Regions from separate parts of the Mus musculus genome. Here regions 1 and 3 are each linked to region 2. A link is a contact called in public promoter capture Hi-C data. All regions are on one chromosome and are shown on one strand. Each heading gives the region's core, a stretch centred on a gene start, on an enhancer-like site or on the middle of the called end of the contact. The rest is flanking DNA. Distances are from core to core; before and after follow the strand shown.

The links. Promoter capture Hi-C pulls out the DNA fragments that hold promoters and counts their contacts.
Region 1: a promoter capture Hi-C map of embryonic stem cells shows a contact between it and region 2, with 3 times the contacts expected there. The contact joins the enhancer-like site here to the promoter of R3hdm2 in region 2. A contact is called at or near these places in 15 of 39 promoter capture datasets (3T3-L1-derived adipocytes, the HPC-7 cell line, Sertoli cells and 9 more), 1 of 15 datasets of contacts at CTCF or cohesin (the NIH/3T3 cell line), 17 of 484 Hi-C or Micro-C datasets (LSK cells, Sertoli cells, bone marrow-derived macrophages and 12 more), 13 of 115 datasets of contacts at active chromatin or transcription factors (the 230-238 cell line, the HPC-7 cell line, bone marrow-derived macrophages and 7 more) and 4 of 9 other capture datasets (adipose tissue, liver, macrophages and 1 more).
Region 3: a contact with region 2 is called in a promoter capture Hi-C map of 3T3-L1-derived adipocytes, with 5 times the contacts expected there. The contact joins the enhancer-like site here to the promoter of R3hdm2 in region 2. A contact is called at or near these places in 4 of 39 promoter capture datasets (the 3T3-L1 cell line, 3T3-L1-derived adipocytes and liver), 10 of 484 Hi-C or Micro-C datasets (CD4 T cells, the G1E-ER4 cell line, cerebral cortex and 7 more), 4 of 115 datasets of contacts at active chromatin or transcription factors (embryonic stem cells and trophoblast stem cells) and 4 of 9 other capture datasets (adipose tissue, liver, macrophages and 1 more).

The regions. Positions count from the first base shown.
Region 1 is chr10:127,424,971-127,428,209 of GRCm38.p6, reverse strand. The region is part of intron 2 of R3hdm2 (R3H domain containing 2); the gene reads right to left. Among named protein-coding and RNA genes, the nearest start is that of Gm23819, 22 kb to the right of the region's middle. Within about 2 kb of position 1,374, at least 84 of the 459 cell types and tissues checked have an H3K27ac peak or open chromatin away from gene starts, as enhancers often do. A contact at or near this core is called in the HPC-7 cell line, the NIH/3T3 cell line, adipose tissue and 9 more, where this site is marked.
Region 2 is chr10:127,388,765-127,391,674 of GRCm38.p6, reverse strand. It overlaps R3hdm2 (R3H domain containing 2), which reads right to left and starts at 1,364. Exons shown (of 26, transcript NM_001168292.1): 1 at 1,248-1,364.
Region 3 is chr10:127,336,250-127,339,360 of GRCm38.p6, reverse strand. Gli1 (GLI-Kruppel family member GLI1) reads left to right here. Exons shown (of 13, transcript NM_010296.2): 3 at 815-940; 4 at 1,197-1,289; 5 at 1,767-1,971; 6 at 2,204-2,348; 7 at 2,633-2,722; 8 at 2,812-2,949. The coding sequence starts at 841. Among named protein-coding and RNA genes, the nearest start is that of Gli1, 3.8 kb to the left of the region's middle. Within about 2 kb of position 1,645, at least 19 of the 459 cell types and tissues checked have an H3K27ac peak or open chromatin away from gene starts, as enhancers often do. A contact at or near this core is called in embryonic stem cells and trophoblast stem cells, where this site is marked.

The DNA.
Region 1 (3,239 bases), core at 125-2,624, 37 kb before region 2:
GCATCTCTTTTGCCCACTGAGTTATGAACTTGCCCACTTCCTGCTTTTCTGCAGTTCATTTCCCTTTTTAAAAAAATTAACTCTTCTTTCTCCATATATACTAGAGAAGGTACAGGGAAGATTAAAATCTCCAAGCAGAGAGAGTTTGTTATGAGTGTTACACACATTGCTGGCTCTTGTCAATGCACTATGATAGGTTAGTAAGCAATACAAAAAAAGAAAAACTTCAAAAGATACAAAAGAATAAGACTCTAAGTTATAATAGTGGGCTGGTGAGATGGCTCAGCCATTAAAGGCTAGGCTCTCCTTCTAAAATATGTTACAGCATAAAACTAAAAGAAGATAAAGGGTAACAGGATGTTGGATTGCTTAGTATTTTTTGCTCGATATTTGGCCCATTTAAAATTCTGGATTTGGGGAGGGAAGGTCAAGGCACCTCAATGGCACAGTACATACTTAGTGAACACAAAGCCTTCACGTCAATGCTAGGCACTACCACCCAGCCTGCAAATCAGTTTATTTTAAGAAATGTGGCAGTATTAAGAAATGTGGCAGTATTTTAAGGACTCACCATACACAGGATGCCATATCTATGAGTGAGTACACTCACAGATATCCAGAGGAAGAGGAGTACCATGAGCACAGCACCCAACCGGAAGAGTAAGGAAGGAATGGCTTTCCAGAGGTGGACACCAGAGGCAAATGTCCAAATGACAGAGACAGGAGTAAGGTAGGTTCTTTCAGACAGATAAGGATAAGAAGAAGCGTTACAAACTGGCAGGTTGTCTGTCTTCTTGATGAGTACTGTGTAGGCAGAAGCTCTAGGCTGACCTCAGGAGAAATACCTGCCAACCAGCAGCACCAGTTCCCCAGACAGCACTGCAGTGGGTGCAGCAGCTGGCCCCAAACTGCACATCTTGCCAAATTTAGCTCCAAAGTTCTAAGTTTAGCTCAGAAGTCCTTCTGCATATAAATATTAGATTGGGCCTTGAGAGCAGAGTCTGTAGAATAAAGTTCATACTCCATGGATTTCCCTAAGAAGCTGTGAATGGTGCTGTGGTCTGAGACAGGGTCTCACTTATGTAGGCCTGCATGAACTCATACAGGTCCTTCTGCTTCAGCCTCAGGGCTGGAATTTAAATGTGTGCCAACACGCTAGGCAGGAGCTGTAGATTTTAAATGGCTGTGACATATTAACATAACAAGACCACGGGCCTTTAAGCTGATCAGCAACTCCTCACTTCCTGGTTCTTCCCCCTCCTAGTAACTTCTTCTGTGGATGGCAGGCTCTTCCTGAGCTATCTCAGTCCTCCACAGCCATCCAATTCAGCAAAGCTGAAGGCTCTCAGCACAACCCTTTGTTTACATAAGCCAATCAGGACCAAGTATTGGGCATAAAAAGGGCCCAGGCAGGAGGCCAGACTTCCTCTCCACCTCAGTAAAGCTCTGGCTCCTCTGCTGTCCTGGCTCATTATTCTTCACTGTTTTTAAGACAAGATCCTGGGGCCACTCAGAGTGATTCAGTGGCTGCTGCATTTCTATGGCCATATTTTCTCTAGAATTAAGCCCACCTGAGCAAGGAGATAGCTCTATCACAGTCAAAGACCCCCACAACATGGAGAGCTAAGGCAGAACATGTAAATCAGAACAATGGTAGGGAGCCCATGCCTAGAACTCCAGCACTCTGGAGGCTAAGGCAGGAGGAGGCCACGAGTCAGAGTCTGAAAATAAAGCAATCAAACTACAACAAAAGCCCAAACAGGCATGGTTGTGCACACTGGATGAAAAAGAGATAGAGGAGAGGGAGAGGGAGAGGGAGAGGGAGAGGGAGAGGGAGAGGGAGAGGGAGAGGGAGAGGGAGAGGGAGAGGGAGAGGGAGAGGGAGAGGGAGAGGGAGAGGGAGAGGGAGAGGGAGAGGGAGAGGGAGAGGGAGAGGGAGAGGGAGAGGGAGAGGAGAGGGAGAGGGGGGAGAGGGGGGAGAGGGGGGAGAGGGAGAGGGAGAGGGAGAGGAGGGGATGGGAGGGCTGCTGCTCCTAAGTATGGTGGAGGAGAAAGTTTATTATCAATATAAGGGAGACCTAACCAGAGGGACAAACATCTAAGAGAGTTCAGAGTGGTCACTACCCTGAACCATATGGGGAGAGGAGGAGAGGAAGGGAAGAGAGAGGGAGGGATCAGGTACAGCAGCCAGGAGGCCAAAGGTCAAAGGAAGGGCAGCCCAGCCCCTGGACTGGAGAGTTCAGAGTAGAGGACAGGGTGTGCCAACCATGCTCTTTAACAGTAGGACAGCGGAATGCTGGGAGAACATGGAGGCCTGGTCCACTCTGATAAGTTAATTAGGCATTCCCTACTAACAGACACCTGGCCTTAGCCCTTAGGTGGCTGGAGTCGGAGGACTTAGAATTTAAGGTTGGGGTGGCTACACAGTAAATCTGAGGCTTATGTAGTGAGTTTCTCTACAAAACCAGAAATAACAAACCCAAACCAACCAAAAGATAAATGATGGTCAAAAAGGAGAAAAGATAATCTTTCAGAGTGCATGTTCATAGACTGGCCTTTGAGATTACTTCTGGAATGCTGGGATTAAAGGTGTGTGCCTCAGAACCTGGCAATGATGCTTAAGACGCATGTCTGAAATGCTCACTCTATACTTATAATTTACTTTAGAAACGCATTCTTTACATGGCTTGAAAATCTGTTTCCTCAAAGCTTGCACGTGAAGGCTGAGATGTAGCTCACATAACATGCAGAAAGCTCTAGGTATGATCCTCATACCACCCCCAAAAGGGAGGATGACTGACCAGATGACTCAGCAGATAAAAGCTTTTGACGTGCAAGCCTGATGACCACATGTGTGCTCACATCTGTAATCCTAATACTCTAGGTAAATGGGAGGCAGAGAAGGAGAGGTCTCAAGAAGCTTGTGGGCCAGCTAGCCTCGCTTGATACAGTTCAGCAGAAATAAGATACCCTGCCTCAAACAAGGTGAAAGAAAAGAACCAACTCCAACTCCTCAAAAGTTGTCCTGACTTCCATATGTGCTTCACATAGAAACAAATAAGTTCCCAGTAACGTGGAAACGCAGGTAGCATTACCCTATTTGATTTCTAAATATCATGAATGATGGCTAACGCTAACTCAGTCTTTAAAATACCTGGGAACCGAGGCATAAGGAGATGCTTGAGTCAGGAAAGCATGAGGATGTGAGTTTGGATCCCTAGCACCCATGCAAAAAAGCT
Region 2 (2,910 bases), core at 115-2,614:
ACATAAGCAAAAGTTTCCTTTTTTTTTTTTTGTTTTTGTTTTGTTTTGTTTTGTTTTTTTTTCGGTTTTTCGAGACAGGGTTTCTCTGTGTAGCCCTGGCTGTCCTGGAGCTCACTCTGTAGACCAGGCTGGCCTCAAACTCAGAAATCCGCCTGCCTCTGCCTCCCGAGACAGGTGTGCACCACCACACCCAGCTCAAGCAAAAGTTTCTTACTGTCCATAATAGGTTTTGTTTTCTAGTTGGACTTCAGTTTCTTTCCTCCAAAATTGTTATTCTTTTCATGTATACACATGGTTTGCCACATGTGTGTCTGTGCACCCTGTCCATGCACTACTGCCTTCAGGGGCAAGAAGGAGTCAGACCCACTGGAACTGGAGTTATAGACCTTTGTGAGCAGCCTGGGTCTTAAGGAATAGACAGTGATCTTAATTGCTGTGATATTCATTCAAACCCTATAACTTTTTTAAAAATAACTTATTTATTTTTAATTTACATGCATATATGTCTGTCTGTGTGAAGATGTAGGATTCCCTGGAACTGTTACAGACATTTGTGAACTGCAGTGTGGGTACTGGGAATTGAACCTGGGTCCTCTGGAAGAGCAACTAGCTCTTGAACCATTGAACCATCTCTCCATTCCCATAACAACTTTTAAAAGAGCAAAAAGTAGCCTTATTTTATTTTTTTTACTTTTACCATGTTATTGAACATTCTATTTACATTAATTTTTCTCCTCAATCTATGATGAAGTTTTATACTTTCAAACATCCCCAGAATGTCTTACTATGCAATAATAGCATTACTTTCCCTGCTACCAAATGATGCACTAAAGATATTTACTATAGAATAGTTTTCTATTTTAAATTCTACTTAATCTAAATTATGTACTCAAAGTACCCCTCCTCGGCTGGAAAGATGGCTCAGTGGCTAAGAGCACTGACTGCTTGTCTGAAGGTCCTGAGTTCAAATCCCAGCAACCACATGGTGGCTCACAACCATCCATAATGAGATCTGATGCCCTCTTCTGGGTGTCTGAGTTCAGCTACAGTGTACTTACATATAATAAATATTAAAAAAAAAAAAAAACAAAAAGAAAAAAAAAACAAAGTACCCCTCCTTAAGTCTACCTTTCCTTATGTTGATGGTCCGTACAGGTACACAGGTTATTTGCTGCTCAAACTGTATGAACTCCGAAAACAATCCAAGCATCACAAGCGTTACCTGTAAGCCCCAGTGTGATGCTTACCTGATTTCTAGCACAGATATGGTGCTGGCTCCTCCATCCAGGCGGGATCTTAGGAACTGTATCAGGTTTACTGCTGAGAGACACTGAGGAAGGACAGGGTCGCCTCTTGCAATGCACCTGAGAAAGAAAAAGAATCCTTCACTACATCAAATCCAGGCTCTAATCCACTTTCAGCAACATGGCAGTGAACTAAAATTCTTAGAACAGTTCTGACTTTTTACTGGTCTCTGTGGTTTTTTTTTTTTTTTTTTTTTTTTTTTTTGGGTTTTTGGTTTTTTGAGACAGGGTTTCTCTGTGTAGCCCTGGCTGTCCTGGAACTCACTTTGTAGACCAGGCTGGCCTTAAACTCAGAAATCCGCCTGCCTCTGCCCCCCCCCCCCCCCCCAGTGCTGGGATTAAAGGCGTGCACCACCACGCCCAGCTTTGGTCTCTGTGTTTTAATTAAATGGTGTGAGTGACGGTACAAAAATCATTTTGAAGCTACATATATTATTCCTAACTCTGAAAAGCTGAATACTGTCTATTAACTATAAAATCCCCAGGGATTTTAATTCTACAAAAGCCCTGTATGGTTCTAAATTTAACCAAGCAATAGAAACAGTTGGAAGATATGTAATTCCTTTTAATATCTGTGCTTTTATGTTGCCAGGCAGCTATTTCTTCAGTAATCTTAGTGCACCCAACCATATAAAAGGAAGAAATACATACAACTGACAGGTTAGTAACTGTGGTAACTGAGATATTTTCTGAGCCAGGTGTGGAACTGAGTAAACCAAAATCCCAGTGCTTGGGAAGCTGAGGCAGGAACATCAGGAGTTCAAGACCAGCACTGTCTAGATGGGATGCTGCAAAGATGGCTCAGGTGCTAAGAGAACCCACCACTCATCCAGAGGACCCAGATTTGATTCCTAGCCCTCACATGGCAGCTTACAACCATCTCTAGCTCTAGTTTCAGGGCATCTGATGCTCTCTAGTCTCCATAGGGACCAGGCACACAAGTGGTGCACAGACACACAAGTAGGTGAAATACCCAGACACATAAAATTAAAATAAAACCTAAAAGAAAATGCTATCTACAGTCAGATGGTGGTGGTGATGGTGCACGCCTTTAACCCCAACATTTAGGAGGCAGAGACAGGCAGATCTCGGAGTTTGAGGCCAGCCTGGTCTATACGGAGAGTTTCAGGACAGCCTCTGTCTCAAAAAACCAAGAGTAGGAACACGGTACTTTATGCCTACCTTATATGTCACCATATAAATAAGTACTGGTTATTTTCTGTTGCTGTGACAAAACACCATCCACAAAAGCCACTTATGGGAAAACACTACAAGGCCTCTTCCCTACACAGCTCATCCCCAAGAAGTCATCAGCACTACCTAGAACTCACTTCCTCTGATGAAGGAATTTAGTTGAGATACTATACTGCCTGAGTACATCTCAGAATATGCAGTTTTGAGATACACACACACACACACACACATACACACAAATGTGTGGGTTATCAAATGAAAACAGTAAGAATAGATAGGCAGCTAAGAATAAGAAGTAGGGGGTGGAGAGATGGCTTCCTGGTTAAAAGCACTGACTAACTACTGTTCCAGAGAATCCAGGTTCAATTCCCACATGGTGGGTCACAACTGTAACTCCAGTTCCAAAGGAACT
Region 3 (3,111 bases), core at 396-2,895, 53 kb after region 2:
CTGAAAAACCTGGAGTGGAGTAAAAACTTGTTGAGGGAAAGCGGACCTCGCATCAGCTCCTCTCTCTCTAGCCTTGAGGACTTCGTTTTCTCATTCCCATTAAGACTTTCCTGACAGCCCCTTCCCGATTTCCCCCAAAACCAAACGGGATAGGTAAACCCAGAGTTAAACCGCCTCAGAATGACTTTAGCTCTCATCCTTTTTACTCAAAAGTCGGGGAGACGCTCTGCTCTGAAGTCTTATTCCCTCCCACACATAGTTCTCTGTCTGAGGACAGATCATTTGTGTTCTCTTCTGGCCCTACCAGTCTATCTGGACTGAAACGAGGTCTCCCTCTAGTGGACACTGGAGAGATTGCTCATGAGCTCTGCTCTTGGGCATGAGCCGGCAGCCCTGGGCATGAAGTCAGACCTTCCGTGTGTTCCACCATCACACACCTCAAAGCTGGCCCATGGCCAGAACAAGAAATGGTAGAGGGAAAAGAAAAAAGAAAAGCAAGTAGAGAGAGCTCATGGCATTAAAAATCACCTAGGACTTGTGTTGGATCAGTTAGTCCCTAACATTCCCTTGTACATACAGAGACTGTGGATCCCCAAGACTGAACGGCTGCTTCTGCCCACTCTTTGGGATGTTTCTTCTTAAGGAAGCTGAAAAACGTTATTGATTTCCATGACCAGTTTCTGAGATGAGGGTTAGAGGCACAAGGGACATGCTGGCGGGCGGGGGGGGGGGGGGATCTGTGCCTGAAACTGTCATTTATCTTCTCTGTTTCGTTCCATCTTTATAACTGGCAGATCTACATTCCTTTCCACAGGTCCCCTCATCCTTCCCTGAGACGCCATGTTCAATCCAATGACTCCACCACAAGTCAATAGCTATAGTGAGCCATGCTGTCTCCGACCCCTCCACAGCCAAGGAGTCCCCAGCATGGGAACAGAAGGTGAATACATTTACCAGTCCCTGGGCCTTGAGGACTTGGCAGTCGTCTCACCTAGCGCCAGGATCCTCTCAACTCCATCCCTAGCGCATTCTAGTTTCCTATCTACAGGAGGATTTACACACACACACACACACACACACACACACACACACCACCATGTATGTTTAGAGTTTGGGATCATATCTTATGTTGGGTCTTAAGGTAAGCCCTGTATTCCCCATTCAAAGACCTGGCTCCAGCTGTCTCTCTTTTCTAGGACTTTCTGGTCTGCCCTTTTGCCACCAAGCCAACTTTATGTCAGGGTCCCAGGGTTATGGAGCAGCCAGAGAGACCAGCAGCTGCACTGAAGGTGAGCACTGGGGCAATCCCCCCTGCCCCTGCCCGTCTGGGACTTGCTCTGCAGGAGAAGGTGGGGAAGCTAGGGCCAAACTCAAGGTAAGAAACATCCAGAGACAAAGGCAACCAGGGGACAATCAATCAAGAGGCTCTAGGCAGAGCAAGGCAAAAGCAGCAAGGTTTTTGAGCGAGGCCCCACCCACCAAGTGCAGGGATACAATGTACCTTTACAGTATCTTTCCCCCCCATTGTAATTTTATTTTTGTAACAATGTATATGTCTGTGTGAGGCTGTGCAGGTCCTGGCGCCCTCCCTGAGGCCCAGGGTGTGGGACCATCCCTGGAGATGGAGTTACAGGAAGTAGTGAACTGCTTGATGTGGGTACTAGAAATCATACTCAGATTCTTTGAAGGAACGGCAAGTGCTCTTAACCACAGAACCATCTCTCCAGCCCCCTTTACTACATCTTAACTCCTGTCTCCTGCCCTAGGATCTCTCTTTCCTCCTCCTCCTCCTCCTCGGAGTTCAGTCAAATTAACAAAGAAGCGGGCTCTCTCCATCTCGCCCCTTTCTGATGCCAGCCTCGACCTGCAAACCGTAATCCGGACCTCACCCAGCTCCCTGGTGGCTTTCATCAACTCTCGCTGTACATCTCCGGGCGGTTCCTACGGCCATCTCTCCATTGGTACCATGAGGTGCTGGCAGCCTCAGATTAAGAGGCCCCCAAGATATGTACTGACACCCACTAGAAGACTCAGACCCTTCAAACCTCCAGCCCAGCTCTAGTCCTTCCCCTCCCCCAACGCATTGGAACCCTCTTCAGGACCTCCCCAGGGCTTCTTCAACCACACCTCCCAGAAACCTGCAGGACAGAGCAAGGACTCCTGGTGGCTGATTCTCTTCACTAACAGCCTCTTCTCCACCTAGCCCTTCTTTAGGATTCCCACCTCAGATGAGTCATCAAAAAGGAACTTCACCTCCCTATGGAGTCCAGCCCTGTGTACCACATGACTCTACTCGGGGTTCAATGATGCTTCACCCCCAGTCCCGGGGACCACGTGCAACCTGCCAGGTGGGGCCCTCCACGTTGTCTTCTCCAGCTCAGGACAATTGTGGGGGAAGGGGGAGGGGACAGGTGAAGGAAGACAGCAGATATAAAAGCGTTTGGTACAAGGAACATGGACTCAGACTCTCCCAGAGGAGAGCACCGTTCTGTTCATCCCGTTTACCAGGGCAGACTGTGGAGAGCCCTCATACTCAGGATTTGGGTGGGGGGTCTGTAAGGCAGGAAGACCTGGCTTGTTTTCTCTTCTGACTATTCCACCCTCAATACCCTCACCTCTTCCCTTGGGGAAGCTGAAGTCAGAGCTGGATATGATGGTTGGCAAGTGCCCGGAGGACCCTTTGGAAGGGGACATGTCTAGCCCCAACTCCACAGGCACACAGGTAAGGGAGGGGCAGGGCTTTCCCCAGGGACCTGAGTGAAACAAACCTTGCCGCACAAATGACCCTAAGGGCTGTGTCTCTCACCCTAGGATCACCTGTTGGGGATGCTGGATGGGCGGGAGGACCTGGAGAGAGAGGAGAAGCCTGAGCCTGAGTCTGTGTATGAGACAGACTGCCGCTGGGATGGTTGCAGCCAGGAGTTCGATTCCCAGGAGCAGCTGGTGCACGTGAGCCCCAGGGGGTAACAGATGGTTGGTGGGAGCCTGAAGGAGACTAAATGGAGCTTTGAGGTCTAACTAAAGGCAAGAGGTTCAAGCGTACTGAGGTCCGAGATTGCATGCTCAGTCCTGCAGACTGAAGCCCAGAGTATCTTTGCTCTAGTAAGCTAG